2 separate regions of the Mus musculus genome follow, and region 1 is linked to region 2. The links are chromatin contacts, called in public HiChIP or PLAC-seq maps. All regions are on one chromosome and are shown on one strand. Each heading gives the region's core, a stretch centred on a gene start, on an enhancer-like site or on the middle of the called end of the contact. The rest is flanking DNA. Distances are from core to core; before and after follow the strand shown.

Region 1 (4,089 bases), core at 1,005-3,504, 77 kb before region 2:
TTTTTTAGCTCCAGCTAACCAGCATCAATTGTCCCAGTAGTCCCTTCTATTTTTTACTCTAAAGCCAGAAACACATGGCCAAAGCTGCCCTGTTCTGCTACTTTTGTGGGGTTGGAACATGCCTCCCTTATTCTATTACCAGCTTTCTGTTTTCCAACTCCCTCTCTCCCTAAGCTTGGCTATTTTGTGTCTGCATGGCTCTATCTCCTGGATTCTGATTAAAGGTGTGTACCACCATCCCTAGATCTAAATGTAGCTGGGTAAGATCTTGCCCCAAAGTCCCACCCCCTTAATCTGTTGTCTCCTAGAACACAGGATTCGGTTCCATTTCATTTCCTAGTGCCCCTCTAATATTGAAACCATATATTTTATATTTCTCCTTTCAAAGCTTGCTACACTTGTACAAAATAAGAGACTTAACCAGAGAACAAAGTCTCTGCTGGGCCTTTTTGAGACTTTGTCAATGCAATTAATCTGAGTCTCTTCACCTTAGCCTCAGGCATACTCTTCAGACATGGGCAAAAAATAGCCACATTCTCCACCAAAATACCACAAAAACAGTCTCTAGGCCACATATTGAAATTCTTCTCCTCTGAAAACTGTAGGGCCAGGTCTGCACAGTTCAAATCACTCTCAGTAACAAAGTCTTCCGTATTCCTACTAGGATGACCCATTAAGCCCTACTTAAAGCATCCCATGGCTTTTCAAGTCCAAAGTCCCAAAATCTACATTCTTCCAAACAAAAGTATAGTCAGGCCTATCACAACAATACCTCAGTCCCTGGTACCAACTTCTGTCTTAGTTAGGTTTTTGTTTGTTTGTTTTGTTTTATTTTGTTTTTGAGACAGGGTTTCTCTGTATAGCCCTGGCTGTCCTGGAACTCACTCTGTAGACCAGGCTGGCCTTGAACTCAGAAATCCACCTGCCTATGCCTCCCAAGTGCTGGGATTAAAGGCATGGGCCACCACTGCCTGGCTTAGTTAGGGTTTTCTGCTGTGAACAGACACAATGACCAAAGCAACTCTTATAAGGACAACATTTAATTGGGGCTGGCTTACAGGTTCAGAGGTTTAGTCCATTATCATCAAGGTGGGAGCATGGCATCATCCAGGCAAGCATAGTGCAGATAGAGCTGAAGGCTCTACATCTTCATCTGAAGGCCGTTAGCAGGTTACTAGCTTCCAGCAGCTAGGAGTAGGGTTTTAAAGCCTGAACCCATAGTGGCACACCTACTCCAATGAGGCCACACTTATTACAACAGGGCCACAACTTCTAATAGTGCCACTCCTTGGGCCAAGCATATACAAACCATAACAATTTCCCTGATGGCTAAGAAAATTGAATGTTTCTTTAAGTATTTCTTTTTTGTTTAAGTGGAAAGATCCACTTTGGCTTTTTGATACAGGGTTTTTCTGTGTAGCCCTGACTGTCCTGGAACTCACTCTGTAGACTAGGCTGGCCTTGAAATCAGAAATCCGCCTGTCTCTGCCTCCCAAGTGCTGGAATTAAAGACATGTGCTACCACTGCCCCGCTCTTTAAGTATTTCTTAAACCATTTGAGTTTCCTCTATTAAGAATTTTCTGTTTAGGTCTTATTTCATTTTTTAATTGGTTTATTTGTTTTGGTGATATCTAGTTTCTTGAGTTCTTTATTTATTTTGAACTTTAGTCTTGTGGAGAGACTTTCTGAGTGCCACTTGACAAGAATCTGACATTGGCCAAGGACAAGGAAATGGACCAATTGACAGGAATCTGACTTTGGCCAATGATGAGGAAATAGACTGCTTCACAGGAATCTGACATTGGCCAAGGACAAGGAAATGGACCACTTGTCAAGAATCTGACATTAGGCCAGACAAAGAAGTAAATCCTGGCAGGAATCTGACATTAGCATGACAAAGAAGTAAATCGAGGAGCGACCTTGACTTTAACCAAGGACAAGGAAGTGAGAATCTGATTTTAGAGTAGAACAAAAGAAGTAGGCTTCAGGCAAGATTTTGGGCTAGGTCATGGAAGTGGGCTCAGGTATTTTGGTTATTCTGACAACCTCTTGGAAACATCTGTCACAGGACTTTGCTTACTGCCTTGCTAGTTCCTTATTGTACTGCTAACCCTTAATATTTGCATGTAATTAAAATGGTATAAAACATTAAAACTGCCTTCAGTTTCAGAATTGACTGGGGTCATGCTACAATGTTGTCTAATTGTCATTTTCTTTTTAATCCTCACTCCTGCGAGGGAGAACCTGTCGCCTGACTGAACAGCCTTGGTCATAGCCCTCTATTGGGTGTGTAGTTCGTAAAATTCTTCTCCCATTCTGTAGGCTGCTGTTTTGTCCAAATATCTGCGATTTTTTTTTTTTTTTTTTTTGGTTTCATGAGGTTCCCTTTACTGATGGTTGATGTTAGTGCCTATGCCAATGGTGTTCTGCACAGAGTCTCCTGTGCCAATGAGTTCAAGGTCATTCACCACTTTCTCTTCTATTAGGTTCAGTGTATCTGCTTTGCAGGGCAGTAAGCATGGGTCTATTTGCATTCTTCTACATGCAGACATCCAGTTTGACCAGCACCATTTACTGAAGAAGCTGCCTGTTTTCCAATGTGTGTTTCTGCTCCTTTATCAGGAATCATGTGTCCATAGATGTGTGGATTTATGTCTGAATCTTTAGTTTGATCATATTGTTTTATGACAATACCATGCTGTTTTTATTTCTATAGCTTTGTAGCAAAACTTAAATTGGGGATAGTGGAACCTCCAGCAGTTCTTTTATTATTCAGGATTGTTTTTGATATCCTGTTTTTTGTTTATTTGTTTTTGCTTTGTATTGGTGTGTGTGTGTGTGTGTGTGTGTGTGTGTGTGCGCGCGCGCGCGCGCGCGCGCGCTTAAGAGTGTGTGTGCATGTTTCCATGTGAAGCTTGAGATTATCATTTCAAGATCTGTGAAGAACTGAATTGGAATTTTGATGGGAATTACATTTAATCTGTAGATTGCTTTGGTAGGATGGCCATTTTACTTTATTAATCCTGCCACTCTATGAGCATAGGAGATCTTTCCATTTCCTGATATATTTTTCAATTTCTTTCTTAATTGTCTTAACATTTTTAGTTTTTTGTTTTGTTTTGTTTTGTTTTCAAGACAGGGTTTCTCTGTGTAGCCCTGGCTGTCCTGGAATTCACTTTGTAAACCAGGCTGGCTTTGAACTCAGAAATCCACCTGCCTCTGCCTCCCAAGTGCTGAGATTAAAGGTGTGTGCCACCACCACCCTGCTTAGTCAGGGTTTCTATTCTTGCACAAACATCATGACCAAGAAACAAATTGGGGAGGAAAGGGTTTATTCAGCTTACATTTTCCTCACGGCTGTTCTTCACCAAAGGAAGTCAGGACTGGAGCTCAAGCAGATCAGGAAGCAGGAGCTGATGCAGAGGCCATGGAGGGATGTATTACTGGCTTGCTTCCTGGGGCTTGCTCAGCTTGCTTTCTTATAGAACCCAAGACTACCAGCCAAGAATGGCACACTGTTTTTGTCTTTCTGCTCCTTGTTCAGTACATTGTCATCTTGGACTATCTTGATGACTCAAGACAGATTTACATCTTTTTATGTCTAAACCTAGCCACTGTAATACAGACAATATTTATAAATATTGTCCAAGATTGTGTAAATTTGACATTTGTTTTTACTGTTTCCTTTGCTGTTTTGATTTTTGTTCTTTTTCTTTTTTTTTTGAGACAGGGTTTCTCTGTATAGCCCTGGCTGTCCTGGAACTCACTCTGTAGACTAGGGTGGCCTCGAACTCAGAAATTTGCCTGTCTCTGCCTCCCAAGTGCTGGAATTAAAGGCATGAACCACCACTGCCTGGCTGTTTTGATCTTTTTATTTGATGGAGTCCCACTTATTTTTTTCTATTATTGCTGACAACTGTTTTAATTAAATGTTATTAAGACCCAAAAAAGTATGTCCTTATGATTCTATGGATTTTTTTGTCTCCCCCTTTTTTGTTTCTGATTTTGTTAATTTGGATATTCTCTCTGCCTTTTGTTCATGTGGTTAAAGATTGCCAATCTTACTGATTCTCTTAAAGAACCAACTC
Region 2 (4,184 bases), core at 834-3,333:
AAAGAGTGTCAGCTGCCTATCTCCAGTTCACAAGGGGGTGAGGGGGGGCAGCGCCTGAAATCTCCCAGAGGTTCCATAACTATCCAAAGAAGAGACAGCAGAGAGAGGCGTATTCTGCCCATGTTTTATGCTTCACCAACTGTTCCTACTACCTGGTCCTGAGCCACAGTCCTAGTGATCTGTGGAAGGTGAGCTATGAGCCCTGGAAGCTGCTAAAAGCTCACCACCTCCTTCAGTCCCAGTGAAGATAGGGCAGATCCATACACTGTTCTTCCTTCAAGGCTCCCAGACTCAGGCCCACGTGAGAATATCCTAGAGGCTCTGCTAGGCTGCTCAGATACTCAGGACTATGAAAAGGCCCATCGGGGTCTGTGGCCCCAGCCTGACCTAGAGTTGTTCCACCACACTGCAAACCCAAGCAACCATCCTGATGATTTTTCCAAACAATCTCCTGGCCCAGCAGCTCTCCCTTCTGACCTCTCTGTCCTATTCCTTCGTACCAGCAGCGCCTTCAGCCCCTTCCTCCAGGCTCAGCTCCACCTTTCTCTCTCATCAATACCCCCTACCTCTTCCTCCCCTTGTCCTGTGGCCACACACACCTAGCAGAAGCACAATCTAGGATCAGTCCACCATCTCCCTCTCTCTTTTGCTCATACTTTCGGGCTACTGAGTCGTATAAGGGGAAATCACATAAGGAGAAAGCTTGCATTACTCTCCAGCTTCAGTTTGGGGAAGCGGGAAGACCACAGATTTTGGACTCTGATCTGTTTTTAAATCCAGGCACCATAATGACAGTGTGACCTTGGACAAGTTACTTCTCAAAGCCTCAGTCTGCACCCCTAAAAATGTAATTGATGATATCCACTTCACAGATGGCTCCTGAAGCTGAAACAAAAACCCTTGTAAAAGTACCCAGTTCAGTGCCATGCACAAATGTAGTCACTTAGCTAATGGGAGACTTCTTTTCTCCTATTCCAACCACATCCCCATTGCTGCCCTGAAATCCTGCCCCCTTTTCTTGGAGTGCTTCCTCTCCTGTTAGCCTCAACAGTTAGAAGAGAAAGGAGTCTTAAGGCTTGAGGGCGCAAGGGACAGATAAGAGCAAGGGGCAAAGGCTGAAAGGACTGGACCGAATACTGCAGGAGGTGGGGGTAGGGGTTGAGGGGACCCAAGGGGCTAGGGTGAGCATGTCGGCTCCAAGTCCTAGAACAAGAACCCGTTCCCGGTACCAGGCCCGTGGCCCAGGTTCCCATGCTGTCTGGATCACTCACCAGGCCGAGGCTGCGAGCCCTCCAGGTGGTAGGAGAAGCGCAGGGCCCGGTGGTGCTGAGGACTAGGGCCGCAGGGTAAGACCCGGGAGCTTGGAGGCGCTCCCAGGCTGGCATCCGAGGGTCCAACAAACTGAGGATCCAAAGGGCCTCCAAGAGCCGTGCCTGAGCCCCTGCTCACCGGCAGCCCGGGTTCCAAGGCTCCAGGGTCCGAGTCGGCACAGGCCAGCGGAGCGGCACCGGGGGTATTTGCCGCTGAGCGTTCGGGATCCGAAGGCCCAGGGCCCCCCGGGACTCGGTGGCCATGCATGGTCCGGGCCTGGGCGCGGGGCCCGGGCTCCCCGCTTGGCTCCAGTTCCTGGGGCGGAGGCGCGGGCGGAGAAGGCCCGGCGCCCGGCGGAGCAGCGGCCTCAGGCTCGGGGGGCGGGGCTGCGGGCTCAGCCCCACTGCGGAGACTCGAGCCCCCGACCCGGGCTCCGGCCAGCAGCCGTGGCGGCAGCAGCAGCAGCAGCCGCGGCCACCGCCGTTGCCGCGCCAGGCATCGCCAGCCCTGGCCCCAAGCGGGGAGTGGGCTCGGCGGGGCCGGGGGCCCGCTGGGGAGCGCTGTCTATGCGGCTGCGGCTAGGCGAGGGTCGGGGGCTGCGCTAGGCACGAGCTCTCCTAATAGATGACCAGTCACTTCCGTAGCCGGGGGCGAGCGGCCAGCCGGATCCCACCGAGGGGGGTCTCTTTCTCCCGGAATGAGAATCGACCTGGGTTCTCTGGGCTAGTCGGGAAGGGTTCTTCCTCCCGCCGCAGCGGAGGCTGGGGGCGGAGGAGAGGGGAGGGGGAGAGGAGAGGAAGGAGGGAAGAGAGGACGGCCGCGGCCGGGAGGCGCGCGTGTGCGCCGCGCTCTCCGGCTGCGAGGCTTGCCTTCGGGCAGTCCTCCGGAACGATGCTCCAGCCGTGCGGGCGGAGGACCGGGCTGGACCGGGCTTCTCCGCCTTCGTCCTGGGTCTGCACCGCGGCAGGCGGGAAGAGCCCTGGGAACTGGGGGATGGGGAGGCGCGAGCCGTTGCTGAGACAGCCGCAGCCACCGCGGCGCTGAGACCCAGTTATTGGAGCCCCGCCCCCTCGTCGGGATTTGAGCTTGGCCACGCCCCCTCGCTAGGGCCAGTTTCACCTCTAACTGCTAGGAGCTTAAGGCCCTCCTTCTGCTGGCCCTTCAGCTTTCCTTCCCATCCTTCCTTGGTCCCACAGAGGCGAGTCTCTGGGCCCAATTTCCGAAATCGACCCTTCCGTCGCATCTCATGCCTTCTTCCGCTCTCCCATCACACTCTTTCCCAGAAGCCTTTCCACATGTCCCAGAGTTAAGCTAGGCTTGGCACGTAGCGATCCTTTAGTACTTATTTTCTCAGACCAGATCTCATGGCCCTTTACTTTTCCACTCTTTTTGTCGCGGTCCCTTGTTTTGTCCGTTACCCGGCTGGCAGCAACCCAAAACTGAACCAGTCCAACTGTTTGCCTTTTTTTCCATGCTTGTGCCCAGGCAGCTGAACACTACTGGGTAACACTACAATTTTCCACATTTGTGTCATGATAAACCCTCATTTCCCAGCTTCTACAAGTCCCTCAGAACTGACCCGACACCCTACTAGTAGTCAACTTTCTTTTCTGTTTCACCCCCATTGCCTAGATAACTCTCATCCATGGTGGCCATATCAAATCTAGTCTCCCCAAGATCTTGATTTGTGCCCCCAACTCCGTCCCACGGTACTTAGCTGATAAGCCCATGTCCTACTTACATGGAGTGAACAGAAGACGCCAGAAGAAAGGTCTGGAATTCTTAGCAACAGACCTCTGAGTTCGTTCCGAGTCCCTTCGCTCTGGGCTTTAAACAGTCAGGTATCTTCTCCCATCTAAAAAAACAAGCACCAAAAGTTATCTCTCTTCTCTTTTTACAGATGACTCAAGACTTGCTCATAGTCAAGTGTCCCATTTCCTACCTCCCACTTATCTTTAACCCTGCTACAACTCACCTCTACTACTTCTTCCAAGCTATTTTTCTTATCAAGGTCTTCCATAGCTTACGTTACTAAACCGAAAAGAATCTCTTTAGAGGTCATCCTACTTGGACTTGCTAGCATTCAGGTAGCACCAGTGACCTCTCCCTTCTCCTGAAATTGCTTCCCTATGACATATCATGCTTATTTTTCTCCTTTTTCCTTTTCAGTTTCCTCCTCGTCTTAGTAGTGTTCTTGGGAGCTTTGGCCTGAGCTCTGTCTTCCCACGCACTCTCTCTGGTCTTTCCCTCAATATCTCATTTGCTTCTATGGCTTCAATTATTACTTCTTTGATAGTTACTCTAAAATACTTCAAATCAAAACATTTTTCCTGGCCCAGACATTCAGCTGGTTAGAAAACAACATTGTTTGAAAATCCTAGAGAAACCTAGAATCTCTGTTCTTTCCCAACTCAAGAAATCCTCTCTCAATGAGCTGTACCTTACCTAAGTGAAGGATCTTGGTCAAAGTAGAGATCTAAGCTATACCCTGGCTCTTTTCTCTCTCTCTCTCTTCTACACCTCCCCCCCCCATGCAATTGCCAAGTCTTCCTATCATCTACAGGACCATCTCCATCATCTACTTATACAGTCTCATTTCCATTGCCACTCGCTGGTGTAGGCTAGTACAGCTTCTAATCTGCAATACCTTCACAGCTCTCCTGTTTCAGTCTTGTTCTCTGGAATCTATTCTTAACTATTTTTCATTATCATGTATCAAACCCAAAGCCTCAGGCAAGACAGGCAAGTGTTCACTGAGTCCTGGAATCTATTCTCTATATTGTAGGCAGTCTGTATTATTACTATTTTTTGAGACAAGCTCTCACTGTGTAGCCTAGGCAGGCCTTGAATTTATAATCCCTCTGTGGTTGCCT

Evidence for each region. HiChIP or PLAC-seq counts read pairs in DNA pulled down with a chosen protein or histone mark.
Region 1: a contact with region 2 is called in an H3K27ac HiChIP or PLAC-seq map of embryonic stem cells, with 32 read pairs. The contact joins the enhancer-like site here to the promoter of Fgd1 in region 2. A contact is called at or near these places in 4 of 39 promoter capture datasets (embryonic stem cells, hippocampal neurons, liver and 1 more), 3 of 484 Hi-C or Micro-C datasets (8-cell embryo and embryonic stem cells), 4 of 115 datasets of contacts at active chromatin or transcription factors (all in embryonic stem cells) and 2 of 9 other capture datasets (adipose tissue and pancreatic islet).

What each region holds. Positions count from the first base shown.
Region 1 is chrX:151,121,901-151,125,989 of GRCm38.p6, reverse strand. No RefSeq gene overlaps it. Among named protein-coding and RNA genes, the nearest start is that of Tsr2, 27 kb to the right of the region's middle. Within about 2 kb of position 2,254, at least 12 of the 459 cell types and tissues checked have an H3K27ac peak or open chromatin away from gene starts, as enhancers often do. A contact at or near this core is called in 8-cell embryo and embryonic stem cells, where this site is marked.
Region 2 is chrX:151,045,069-151,049,252 of GRCm38.p6, reverse strand. Fgd1 (FYVE, RhoGEF and PH domain containing 1) reads right to left here and starts at 2,083. Exons shown (of 18, transcript NM_008001.4): 1 at 1,272-2,083. The coding sequence starts at 1,578. It overlaps Gm46690 (a long non-coding RNA gene), which reads left to right and starts at 3,161. Exons shown (of 2, transcript XR_001782846.2): 1 at 3,161-4,184.